2 separate regions of the Gossypium hirsutum genome follow, and region 1 is linked to region 2. Evidence: chromatin contacts called from public Hi-C data. All regions are on one chromosome and are shown on one strand. The core of a region is the stretch at or near the end of the contact, and the rest is flanking DNA. Distances in the headings are between cores, read along the strand shown.

What was found. A called contact is a pair of places that touch in the nucleus more often than the background predicts.
Region 1: a Hi-C map of leaf shows a contact between it and region 2, with 2.4 times the contacts expected there. The contact joins the promoter of LOC107946544 here to the enhancer-like site in region 2. A contact is called at or near these places in 9 of 34 Hi-C or Micro-C datasets (callus, hypocotyl, leaf and 1 more).

The regions. Positions count from the first base shown.
Region 1 is chrA08:40,781,921-40,789,229 of Gossypium_hirsutum_v2.1, reverse strand. LOC107946544 reads left to right here and starts at 1,973. Exons shown (of 9, transcript XM_016880933.2): 1 at 1,973-2,291; 2 at 2,369-2,580; 3 at 2,947-3,128; 4 at 3,221-3,505; 5 at 3,584-3,642; 6 at 3,745-3,781; 7 at 3,899-3,970; 8 at 4,139-4,463; 9 at 4,583-5,190. The coding sequence starts at 2,174. The coding sequence ends at 4,951.
Region 2 is chrA08:40,311,523-40,318,636 of Gossypium_hirsutum_v2.1, reverse strand. No RefSeq gene overlaps it. Among protein-coding and RNA genes, the nearest start is that of LOC121205256, 170 kb to the left of the region's middle. Within about 2 kb of position 3,421, at least 5 of the 9 cell types and tissues checked have an H3K27ac peak or open chromatin away from gene starts, as enhancers often do. A contact at or near this core is called in hypocotyl and leaf, where this site is marked.

The DNA of each region.
Region 1 (7,309 bases), core at 724-3,223, 470 kb before region 2:
ATCTATGATTAATAATCAAATTTAATTAATTGTTATGACCAGCATTAAAATAATAAATATTCGTTTGAGACAGCTAAACACGCTTCGTTTAAAAGCCATGTGCCCCAAAAATCTATGGTGGTCCATATGGAGAATGGAATAATTTATAATAATATAATATAATATAACTTATATTTGACTTGATGAGAATATCATTTATTTTTTTATCATACTATTAAATTTATATTTAAAAATATCCATAATTTAATTTAAAATTATTAATTATAATTCTATTTAAAAGTAAATTATGATAAATTTATTAAATTTAAAAACGAGTTATAACTTAAATAAAAATTTAAACATATTTATTATCAATAAGATAAAAATAATTAATAATAATGGTTAAAATATTATTTTAAAATTCAAAATTATTTCTAATTTTTTATAAGTAAACTTTTTTTATTTCCATATTTATTAACATAATAAAATAAAGTTATAACTTAAATAAGAGTTTAAATATATAATAGACAAATTGATTTTGCCTTTATAATTATTAATTATTTAGTTTTAGAGTTATATATATATATTTTTGAATTTGAATTTGAATTTGCATCCATAAATAACATCCATTACTAGCACCAATATCTCAAAATTAAATATTCGAACAACAATGACACTGAAGAGCATGAGATAGATATGTAAGATAACTTTAATTAACTTTTTTTATAAATTATTTATTATGTGCGAAACAAGTACTTTTTTATATTTTCTTTTTATTTTAAAAAATGTAAAAAGGATTTACCATATAAGATCTCAATAAACTTTTTAATGTTTATTAGTTTAATGTAAATATATTTCATCTCTAATCAAATTAATGTAAATATCTTTTGTACTTATGATCAATAATTATTATAATAAATGTATGTTGTTTTATTTTTTAAATTTTAATTTAATATTACTAATATATTATTTCCAATTTTTTTATTTATAAAAATATTTATTTTAAATATTAATTTATATATTATGTATTCTTTATTTTTAATTTATAAAAAATCATATAGGATTGAGAACGAGTAAAATAGAAATGGCAAAGGTTTTGGTATCTCTGTGGCCTTTTCTTGTTTGTTGGTTTTGGCTTTTGTACAAAAATAAGAATCTCTTAATAATATTTTAACGGGCATGAGGTGGAGTCTCTTAAGCATAATATATAATGGAGTACACCCTGTGGTGGTTTAAATCAAGGTTTAACAAATTTAATCAGCACATGCTTTTCTTTTGCTACAAATATGTTTTAAAGAAATAAACAACTAATTAGGTAAAATAATGACTAATCCTTTGGTTATAAAGAGGTAAACAAGTAAATATTTGTTGGTGATGTGTAATGTTATAATGGGTAGGGCATTGATGGGTAGTTAGGTTGGGTAAATTTTAATAAATTTGAAAAATGTCACAAGATTATTGCAAAAAAGTCAAAAACTTAAAATGCCTTTTTATTAACTTTGATTGTGCAGAGTCTATTTTTCAAAAAGAGAAACATTCTCTGTTCATTCAATAAAAGGTTTTACATTCTTTATTTTGTTAAAAGGGCAAAGGAGTGATATTAAAGAAATTTACCAACATAGGAATTAGAAGGTATGGTAGCGAGATGACCCATAAATTATTTTTATTATTATTATTCATCAAAATAAAACTTAAGTAAGTAATTCCCTTAACTAAATCATCCCAACAAATATTTTGAAAGCACAAATATATTAATTATTTTGGAGTAAAATAGGATAACTTGCTCAAGAATAAAAATAATGCCCAAAAGCAAAGCAAAACAACTGACTCAGCAAAAAGCATCCTTTAATTAACTTATAATAAAAGGAAAATTAATATGAAAAAGCAACTTCAGGCTTCACAGCTTCACCTTCAAGTTTAATTAGAAGGGTATTTCGGTAAAAATAAAAAGATACAGACAATATATAAAGGGACCTACCAAGTTATATAAAACATAAATAAATCATATTTTTTTCCCTCACCGTAAGGTTAGCTTCTTCATGTAATAGATTGCATCAACCTCTTAATATTGCAATTAACTCTCTTTTATCTTCCCCCCCTCTCTCTCTCTCTCTCATAAACATTCAAAAACATTCTTAAGAATATTGAACCCCCAAAGAAACACAGAAAGGAAAAATAAAAATAAAAATACATAATGTTATGTTTCAGATCAAACCCTTATGCATTGTTTTTTCTTTTATTTTTTTCTTTGTTTCTTTTTGGACGTGAAATAGGTTCTCAAGCTTTAAATGTCCAGACTTTGAATATTTCAGGTACTGATTTTTATTATTTCAATGAAAGTTTTGGTTTTTATTTCTGGGTTTTTTTTATTGAAATCATTTTTTTATAGGGTATTGTAAAAGTTTTGTGTTTGGGGAGAGAGAGCAGAGTGAAGTGTTAGCATGGAGGAAGATAGAAAGGAGGAACCTTGTAGAGGGAAGTGAAGGAGACAACAACTCGTCTTTGATTTTGGCTGAAAAAAGGACTTACAGGAGAGACCCTCTTAATGATTTTCACAAGTACACTGGTGGCTGGAATATCAGCAATGAACACTACTGGGCTGTCAGTTTCTTCCCTTGTTCACTTTTTTTTGATAAATTGATGCATGCAGCCTGGAATCATGAATTTTATATGTTGTTGGCTGGTTTGATTGTGTTTGGTGTATGTAGTCCTTTAATTTCCACAGTTTTATTTGATATTCGTATGATTTTTCCTAGAAATTTCATACCTTTATGTGTTTGTGATTGGTTTTGATGCTTATTAAGAACACTTTATTCTCCGTAATCCTGTTTTTCCCTTAGGTTCTTCCCTGATCATCGATTCGGTTCTGTTTTCTTTTTTCTGTTATGTCAATCTCAATGAATCAAATTATCTTGCCAGTCGCTGGTACTTAGAAAACTTATAAAGTTTTCATGTCTGATAATGCAGTCTGTGGGTTTTACGGCGGCTCCTTTCTTTGTCATTGCTGCAGTCTGGTTTGTGATATTCGCACTATGCTTGTTCATCATATGCATCCGTCATTGCTGCTGTCAACTAAATTCTTATGGCTACTCTCGGACAGCTTATGCGCTATCCCTTATTTTCCTCATACTCTTCACCATTGCTGCAATGTACCGACACTCTTTTCGTGCTAAACTTTTGAGATATGTATGTTTTGAATAACCGTAAAATTGCTCACTCCATATATAACTTCATATTACAGTGCCGGGTGTGTTGTGCTGTACACTGGTCAGGGAAAATTTCATGGCTGTACAACAGACACACTGGATTATGCGGTTAGTAAGGCAGATCTCACTGCTGAAAACCTCAGGAATGTGTCAGATTATCTTTCTGCAGCTAAGAAAATTAGCGTGGATTCAGCTATTTTGCCGTCAGATGTCCAAAAAGGCATTGATGATATCGATAGGAAGATAAACTCTTCGGCTTCAACTCTTTCACATCAAACGGCTGATAATAAAGAGAAAATTCAACATGGCTTAGACAGAATGTAAGTTGAAGCTTTTAGGATGAAATTAGAATAATCTCAGAGCTGATCATGGAACTCATCTCATGCTAAATTCTGCAGGAGATTGGCTCTCATCATTCTTGCTGCTGTGATGCTCTTTTTGGCATTTCTCGGATTCTGTAAGTTATATTATTTTTCTGATCATTGCTCCATGATTCTTAGTAATTAGATTATCTCAATATCATCTAACTTTATACTTTTATTTTGGTAACTGGCTGCAGTATTCTCCATTCTTGGATTGCAGTGCCTGGTTTACACGTAAGTGGAGTATAATTAATGTATTTGCCGCTGTAATTAATGGTATAACTCGGGAAGGTCCATATGTTACTAAACCGAACTTCCTTTATCAATCACTTTTATGATTAATGAATGCAGGCTAGTCATCCTTGGCTGGATTCTTGTTACTGGTACATTTATTTTATGCGGAGTATTTCACCTCCTTCACAAGTATGTTCTGCTCAATTTCTCTTGTTCCATGCTTGTTTATTGTTCAAATCTGTTTTTCAACTTTCGGCCATATAATGGTTTACAAACATGTTATTGATGATAAACTTAAGATGATATGAGCTCGAGACTGTTATTACACTTGGCTTAAAATTGTATCCTGTGATTCAGTGTTGCTGGAGATGCATGTGTTGCCATGGATCAATGGGTCCAGAATCCCACTGCTCATACCGCATTGGATGACATTCTTCCCTGTGTGGACAATGCAACAGCCCAAGAGACCTTGTCACGATCCAAGAATGTCACTCATCAACTTGTAAATGTCGTGAATGGTGTCATCAATAATGTTTTCAACCGAAATTTCCCGCCAGCATTAGCACCATTATATTTTAATCAATCTGGTCCATTGGTGCCGGTTCTCTGCAATCCATTTCATTCGAATCTCACAAACAGAGACTGTGCATTTGGTGAAGTTACTTTGCATAATGCCACAGAGGTAATAAGGATAGCTTTTCTAAATATATTAAGTTTTAATTTCTTGGCCATACATACGTAACATGCACCCTATGAACAGAACACACAATTAGTTAATAACTTGATATCTGTTTCAAACAGGTTTGGAAGAAGTATATATGTGATGTTTCGGGCTCTGGGATTTGTTCTACACCTGGGCGTTTGACCCCTCAATTTTACACTCAGATGTCGGCAGCAGTGAATGTGAGTTATGGTTTGTATCGCTATGGTCCGTTCTTGGTTAACTTGCAAGACTGCACATTTGTACGGGATGCGTTCACAGATATCAGTCATGATTATTGTCCCGATCTGCGGCGTTATAGTCAATGGATCTACATCGGATTAGTAATTGTATCGGCTGCTGTGATGCTGTCATTGATCTTCTGGGTAATCTATGCAAGAGAGAGAAGGCACCGTGTGTACACTAAGCAGTATGATGGTAGATCCGAAGGCCAATACAAAGGTCGATAGGTTGTTAAATTTGGTCATATATACATTCCAAAATTTTGTACAATATGTTTTCTATCTGTAGGCTAATTAATTAGTATTTGAAAGCCTCTGCTTGAAGGGGTGACTTCGTTCGATACATATATCTCTCATGGTTGTGCCCTTAGCTGTTTGGTTTCATCTTTTTGTTGGTTACTGTAAAATTGCATGGGGGGTTTTATATATAATCAATGCAAAAGATGTTTTTATCCTTTGCTAAGTAATCTAAATCTATCTTAGAAAGGATTAATTTTCATCGAACTTAAAATCGATATGGCACTTTCATCAAAAAAAAAAAAATCGATATGGCACATTGTTATACTATTCATTAATTACTCTATAAATCTGAAGATTCCTTCAAATATGTAGGTGGGAATTTATCAGCTTGGCATGAGCAAATAAGCTAAAATGTCAAATGCATTGGATGATTGTAGAATTTATCGGGTTTCAAACCAATTTTAAGATTAAATTGTTATAAAATAAATTTATAAAGAGCAAAGAGTGCGTATTTTATTGACATAAGAAGTATAAATGAAATGAATGTTCGAATTTGAAGTATATCAAAATTTATCTAAATTTTGATAGACATTTACTTAATAATAAAATATTAATAATATCCCTCTTAAATGTCAATTGATAGGTAATATGTCTCATTAAAACTTATTAAGCTAAAAACCCTATGGAAAAAAATTCCTAGTGAAGGAAAAAGAATATGCATATCTATAATACGCATAACACGTTTCCTCAGTAAAAACCTTACCAAGAAAACCCGATTGGATAAAACCTCGATTAAGGAAAAAAAGTACAATGCGTATTTGTTCCCCTTAATAAAAATATCACATAATATCTCATCTTCTATGTATTCAATATTGAATACTAGCTTTTCAAATGATCATTTCAACGTATTTGCTAAGCATTTATATCATAATTCTTTTGAAAGTCATGAGTGAGGGAAAATTTTGGGGAAATATATTTTGATCTCTTTAGGAGTTTCAACAATAATATTGCATGCAAAACTATTATCGACTACTTTTATTATTGGTTCTACATTTTCTCTAATTGACATAACTTATCGAGTTTTCTTTATTTTCACTATTTTAATCTTCAGTTTTAGGTACCTGAATCTTTCTAGAGTTTTAGTTATGCCTTGGGTCTCTTTTGGAGCACCTGCCTCCACTATATGACCATCTAGAAGAATTTTCATTTTTGGAACCGAGAAAATCTATCATTTATTCTAACTGGTTGTCCTACTGGGACTTTGATTCAAATTAAAATATTAGGTGATATATAACACTTGGTTATTCTCATTAAATTTGTGAATACATTTAACAGTTAACTTGTAATAAAGTGAGTTATCATTTTTAAACTTCTTGTTCAAATTACTTTCTATAAGGATCTAGATAATGATAACTCATTACAAGCAATGATTTCATTCAATTATTATTTCGCTCCCCCTAATATTGAGAAAACTATCAAATCAAAATAGTAATCACAAATCATGTCATAATTGAATCTCCTAAATATTCAAAACATCTAATAATACAAGGAGACTCGTAATTAATATATATTTCTAATTTTCTTTGAGGACCCATTCATCTTTGTACGTTGTGGTGGAGCAATTGGAACATACACACACATAGGGAAATATTTAGCTCTTAACCAAAAACCAATTGTAATGGGGAATATTTATAACTTATTGGCTTGATACATATAACATGTAAATCAACATAATCTCATGTTGAAATAGGAAGTTTAGTTCTCATAAGTAATGGTTTAGATATTAATCAGATGCGTTCAATAAATAATTCATCTAAACCATTATGCACATAAATAACAAGCTTTTATAAAAGCTTTAGCAATATGGATTGTCTTAATTGCATAATTGAAATTAATTATTTAAACAAGCAATCTTGCAAACTTTAGGTTGTAAGTAGCTAACACATATGTGATTATTTTGTAGATGCATCTATCAAAATCATATAATATCAAAATCATCCACATGGTGAATGAATGGGTCTATATTCATTTAAAAAATGCAAGACACTAAATCTCAACTTTAGCTAGTGAGTTTCTAATAATTAATTTTCATTGAGAACAATCAACAAATGAGAATTCTTTAAATTAAAGAATCTTCCAGTTTTTTAATGAATGTCCATATGAATTCTCAATTAATTTTCACATCATATATGATCCAGGATGGTCTAGCTAGTCACGCTAAGTAGTAAATACATTTGTATAAGTAAACTTCTGGTTTACTTTTAACATGCATTTCAATTGTAAACTTCTGGTTTACTTTTAACATGCATTTCAATTGTACTAATAATGACAAATTGATAATCTTAC
Region 2 (7,114 bases), core at 2,172-4,671:
CCTCTACATTCCCTTTATAGGTTGTAACAACCTCTCTATGTTTGCTCGTTCTTTTTGCAACAATGTAGTCCTTAAAGCATTATACCTCAGAGATATGTAACTCGAATCGAATTCTTACTAGCTAAGGTGAATGCATTCACATAATGAGGGTTCCTAGCTAGATGAAAAGGCAATCCACCTGAATAAAACATTCGAGCAATTTCATTATCTAAATTCTCTCTAGCAACAAGGTTTAACGATTGTTCTAAAGGGCATTTTCTTCTTTTAAAACCTAAATTATGCCTTTGAAGTGAGGTTGTGTTGGCCCAAAGGAAGATGCTAGTGTTTGAGAACTAGGGGGCAATTGGACTATTTTTGGTTGCAACTTGAGTTTCGCATCTTCAACTATTTTTTGCATTTCAGCAAGATGTTGTAGTGCTACTTTAGGACACACTAGAATTCCTTGTCCATTTAGTTTCAATAAATGTGCTTTAACCCTAGAGTATGACCCCTTAAATGTAGCACTGCAAAAATTACACACAAAACTAACATTCCTGCCTTCTTCAACAATTTTTGGTAATTTAGTAACATATCTCCAAAGAGGAGTGTTACCAATATCATCTTGAGACACACTAGCATTGATAACATTATTTGATGAGCCAACACTTCCATTACCACTTTGAGATGCCATAATTAAAAACCTAAAGTATTAACAAAAGAATCAATGTATAATTCAAGAGTGATCATTATAATCAATTATTTAACATACAAATATACAAAAAATAAATAATAAATAAAAAGTAACTAAAAAAATAAAATAATGTAACCCATTCAAACTTATCCCAAAAAAATGTAACCCATTCAAAGTATAAACAAAATAAAATATTAAACTTACTTTTAATTGCATCAAACTTCCATGTTCGTTGAAAGTAGGAAAATGAAAATAATAGTGATGAATGTTTAAAATATTTTTTGAAATGTGAACAATGAAAACGCTAGAAGCAACAAAGCAAGTAGAAAGCCCAAAAGCTTCTCAAATAAGCTAATTTTTTTTAGTTTTTATTTTACTATTTTAATTGACTATTTAATATTTTAACTTTTAAGTCTTTCCGACGTTTACATAGGCTGATAGTAAAACTCAACGTTTAATTAATAGACTGATAGTAAAACTCAACGTTTCATTAATAGGAAATCCTAAATTTCACATTTGTTCTTTACATCATCTTCTTCTCGCCGCTAACTCTTCATCTGCTACTTTTGAAAGCCAAAATTTTAACCACCGTCTGTCAACCACCATCAACTGTTTCTGCGTTTGTCACATGTCCGCTTTTAGACACCTGTGTTTCTCTTTTTTTTCCTTTTACATATTCCGACATGTCCTGTATGTATCTGGACATGTTCGATGAGTGTCTATGTCGAACACATGTACGACACTGGTATGAAGAGGGATGAGTCGTGTCCATGCTTCTAAGACTACCATTATCCCATTATCCATTAACTTTCATACCCATAACCAACCAAAATACAAATCTAAGTCCCGCATATCATCTTAGTGCTTCACTTCTTTATCCAAACACAAAACATACAACAAACCAAACTAACAATCCATATAATCCATTCTTTCCTTCTTTCCCTATCTAATGTCTTGATTTTCCTTAACAAACCAACTATAACAACTCTTGAGGGCAGACTCATCGGAGAATCAAACCAGCTGAAGAAACAACATCTCCGAACACCATAATTTTTGCACCCAAAGAACCTTATATCCGAATTATCATTAAACCACGAAGTCCTTAATGCTCCTGGAAATCCACAATAATAGGCAGGGATGACATTAGCTTCCTCCATTCTTTCCCTTTTTCTTTGGTCTATAGGCTTTACGATAGTAAGAAAGCCCCCTTCCCCCCCCCCCAAAAAAAAAAATTGTAGTAACGAGCAAGATATTTGTTTGGGGTTCAAACACTTTTTGTCCTTAAATAACCTTAATATAATAAGAAAATCATAAACAGAAATTTCAAGTTATTAATGTTCTTTAATTGCATGGAATTTATGTGGATGCTATTTGATGTGGAGTACAGTCAATTTTCCGTTAAGGAGAAAATGAAGTAGTGATAATTTTGAGCAAATTCATTAACCACGATTATTAAGATAATAAATAAATTTAAAGTGATCTAAATAAAAATAATTCTATTTTAGAGTGATGAACGAAGTAGTTTACTTTATTTTTAAATAATTAGTAGCAATAAGTAGATTTTTTTATTAATAATATAAAATATATCAAAATATTATGTTTTCTTAATTATTCATCAAAAAGTAGTAAATGGAACTATGTTTCTTCATTCTGACACTGAATAAGTGATTATCATTTGTGGAGGGGATTTGCACTTTTTTTTTTTTTTTGCTAACAGGTAATTTTGTCTCATTAAGATAGTAAAATAATCCTTGAGCACGTAGCAAGGTCGTGTCCCTCCTGCCCCTTCCTCGACCCATGATCAATGTGACAGGAAACTAAAAAACTGAGTTGAGATACCCTTTAAAGTTGGCGATTCAGTCAGATTCTAGAAATATTACTTCTTTCATTACATTTTGGTAAAAAACTGCAAAATCTACTACTTTGATAACTTTTTTGTTTTTGTATTATTTTAAGAAAGCAATAATTAAGAAAAGAAAAAAAAAAGGAAAATGATGAATAACATTACAAAATCAGTATTGTTTGAGTTAGTTTAGATTGATTGGTCGGATAGATTAAATCAAGATATCAATTTAGAGAGTAGTTTTAAATCAGTTACATCAAGAATTAGGGCCGTAGCTAAGGGTTGCAAGGCCCCGCCCTCTTAAAATAGAAAAATTTTCATTTAGATCCTTTAAAATTTATAAAAATTTAAATTAATAAAGTAAATTTATATTTTGACCCCCTAAAATTATAAAGATATAAATATTAAAATGATTAAATTATATTTTTATTATTATAAAAATATACAATTTAATTTTGCTCCTCCTAAATTTTTTTTATAATTTTGCCCTTGTTGAGAATTCATACAAACTAATTAAAAAATCAATTAAATAAATTAAAAATTAATTGAATCAACTCTTGAATCGAATTTTTAATTTTTAATAATTTTTTAATTAAATCGATTAAATTAACAAAATCAGAATTCTACCTCCACTAATTTAAAAAACAATGTAAAGAATGGAAAAAAAAAGGAAACCGCCTTGGTTTTCTCTTATTTTGGTGGCACCCAGATTACACGAGATGGGTGGACACAGGTCCAGAAAACTGCTTTAATTTTGAAATCGCGAAAGGGGAAAGGAGGGGCAACCCACATCCCCACTTGAATCCACAAAACTGTAAAGATAAATTGTTTTATAGCTGTGAGAAGCATATGGGACCTGTATTAGTTATCATATCAACTTTTACATCCCTGGGATATCATTATCTTATTACCTGTCAGATTCTCACCCAAAGTCGAAAAGAGATCAAATTTCCCTGTGATGTAAACGGTGGGAAATCTAGTCATCATATCATCATCAGATATCCTAGTTATATCTTGACTCAATAAATGGTGCTTTTGTTTTATACAAATGTAAATCAGATATGCTAACATTTGTAACTGTAGTTTCATAGTTCCAAGGTGGGCTCTCTCATGTCAGTGAAAAACTTTGATGCACTTTCCTTATTTGCCATTATTATTTAGAAGGTCATGACAAATGACATGCCCCATGTCCATGAACCAACCACGTGGGATGTTTGATGATAATTGTTTGGTCCTTTTTCTTTCTCGATAGGATAAGGATGGATTAATGCAAGTTTTTCTCTTTTGTTTGCTATATAGGTCCTAGTTCTATGTTCTTACAAAACAAAAAAATGTGTAGACTATGAGTTGGCAAGGAATTCAACTATATATTGTCTCTTTGTGGAGAAATTGGATTTTTAAGATATCTATCTATTTATCTATAGTATTTTCTTTAATATTAATAATCTTCTTATCCTATATAATGCGTTAATTATTAGATGAAGTGGAGTTGGTCAGCTCAGATGATGTTGAAACCTGCAAAATGATTTTTCTTTTTAATTGCACTATGAAAAAATAAATGTAGAATTTGTATTTGTTGAAGTTGGAAATAAATTTATGGAATATCATTTCATTGAGTAGTTGTATTTGGTTATAATTGCAAAACGAAGAAGATGATATTGCATTAATTGCTTGTCTTGTTATGCTTCTCTTAGTTTGTATATTTCTTATTGGGATTGCAATTTGATCTTCGGCGGCTAAGCTGATTGCGTATATTAGAATTTTGAGTGTTTGAGCAAAGATCAACTCGCCTTCTCATGAATTATATTTGGTACAATAATTGTTGTACTGTTGTTTATCCTTAATTAACATTTAAAATATAGCCAATTAATCGCTTTTTCAGTTCATATTTTGTTCAGCTCTTTTGGGTCCTAACTCTTAAATTTGCAATGTCTTCTGGGGATACAAAACCAAATCATTTTTATAGTTTATGTCACTTACCCAAAAGAATTATGTAAAAACAATCAAATTTTAGTTTAAAGCTTTGGGATTTGGTGTCTTAAATCTTTTTTTAGATTTATTATGAATTTAAAAATTATATTTTAATAAAATTGAAAAAAATCAAAGTTTAGATAATTAAATTAGTGGTTGAACTGATCAGTCCTACTAATTCAACTGGTACGTCCATTTGATTAAATAAATCATTAAAAATTATCAAAATAAATAAATAAAAATTAGTTCAAATGTTCCGTACCAATTTTCAAGTTAATCAATCTTATGCCTTTTCCTAAGCCAGTATTTCAATCGGTTCTCAATCCAACCAGCCTCACTGGCAAGTCCAATTTGATTTAAACAACCATGAAAAACACTTCATAGTAATATTTGTTATTTTTTTAAAAGATTGATTTGTAGACTTTTTTCTAATTAGTTGAGTCCGATTAACTTGTAACACTAACTTAAGACTTAATAATAATATAGTTAGATGTCAATTGAGTTTTAGCTTGGTTGGCGTTTACATTATTACTAATGCAAAAGGACGTAAGTTCAAGTGTGCTCAAGATCCTTTTATGTTCTTATTTAAAGATAAGAAGAAGGTAAAAATAAATATTTCATATTTAATTAATTGACACACTAAAATGTTTTTATTTTTGAAAAAGCACAAAATTACATCAATGCAGTCTTGAGAGTATAACTTTACAAATATATCATAATTACATAATAATTATAAATATAGAACGAAGTCAAACTTTTTTTACTAGATTAAGTTGTATATTTTTATGATAGCAAAAGTATAATTTTATCATTTTAATAGTTTATATCTTTATATTTTTTAAAAGATTAAATAAAAAATTATCATTTTGGGGGTAAAGTGCAACTTTATCTTTTCTTTTTTAGAATTTTATAAATTATAAAAAAGTTAAAAAAAGAAAATTTTCTTTTCAGGAGGGCCAACGCCCCTACCAACCCACCAACCCCTAAATCCGTCCGTGCATATATGACACTTACTTTTTTATTCGTAAAATATATGGAACTTTTAACATACATAAATATGACAAGAAAAGATAATATAACTAAAAAATACAATGACTTGAGACTTAGTCCAATTGGTATCACAACTTTTACAACAATAAGAACAAAATTGGTTCAAGCGTATTTAAACGTGTTTTTCTCTAATTTAAGGATTTGGGTCTATGACTAGAAATAGACATTCTAAAAAGTAATTAAACAAATACATATGCAATTATTATCAAAATAAATAATCATAAGTACTAGATTCAATAAATAGCTCAACTCAAATTAATTCAGATATAATTTACATGATTGTAACTCAAACATGCGACCTCAATTTTACTATTAAGTAAAGGCTTTATTCTCTACAAATTTTAAAGAACATATTTTTAATTGTTAGGGCATCTATGATTAAAGGTTGAAGTCTAGTTAATTTAGAGTATGAAACTATAAATCATTCCTTAAACTTCCTGACAATATATTATAGGGTAGTTAAGTTCCAAAGTGTTACAAAATAAGATAGGCTGCCAAGAGGAGATTGATTTAACAAAATTGAATTGAACCACAATTTTCTTATTCAAGCTTCTTCGCTTTTGATTAATTTCATTTCCAAATATTTATTTTGATTAATGATTAAAAAATAGTGTAAAACTTATTACTTTTAATATAATAAAGCGAATTTCTTATCGTTTAGCTTACATTATACAACAACTTTGTAAGAGTTTCATTCATCAAATTAGCACATAAGAATGGAAGGAAAGGGTAATTTAGAAAAGATGTTCTTTCAACAAGTTTGTGTCACAAGTCGCAGTTCAAAGCCCATGACCATTGTATAAAATGCATCCCTTGAGGTCTATTGGTTAGATGAAGATTATTTGACTAACGAAAACTAACCCGATTCAAAGAACTGATGGAGAAGCCTATCTATTTGAAGCCTAGGTGGCCCAATGAAGCATATATGGAAAATTAGGCTACCTTGGTAAATAGGAAAACTAATCTTATAAGATTAAGGCATATCTGATAAGATTAGATTTGATTTGATTATGTAAATCTTGTAAATCTCTTAATTATTGGGATATGCTTCATCTCATCTGCCGATATAAATTTAGCTTGTAATACCCCGAAAATTGCTACAGTAAGAAAGCGAAATATTGTCATTGATATTATAAAATAAGAAATAAAGTGAAAAAAAGGGGAATTTTGAGTTATGTCAACAAAATTTATTTCGGAAGTATATTCTGATGTATTAATTCAAGAAAGGACTAAATCGCAAAAGTGAGAAAAATTTTGTGGCTTAAAAGTAAATACTCAAAATTTGAGGGGTTAAAATGTAAATATAAAAAGTTAAAGGACCAATAGTGCAAATATTTTAAGGGTGGAATAATCTTTAAACTAAGGAAAATGGATGAATTAGGACCAAATTGAATAAATGGAAAAAGTATGAGGGGTTAAATCACAATTTTACTAAAATGAATGATGAGTCAATGGAGGAATTTTGAAGAATCATAAGGAGCAAAATGATCATTAGTAAGGAAGATAATTTTGAAGAGTAATGATGATGTTGGTAATAGTTTAGATTAAATAAATAAATAAATATTAGTTTATTAATATTT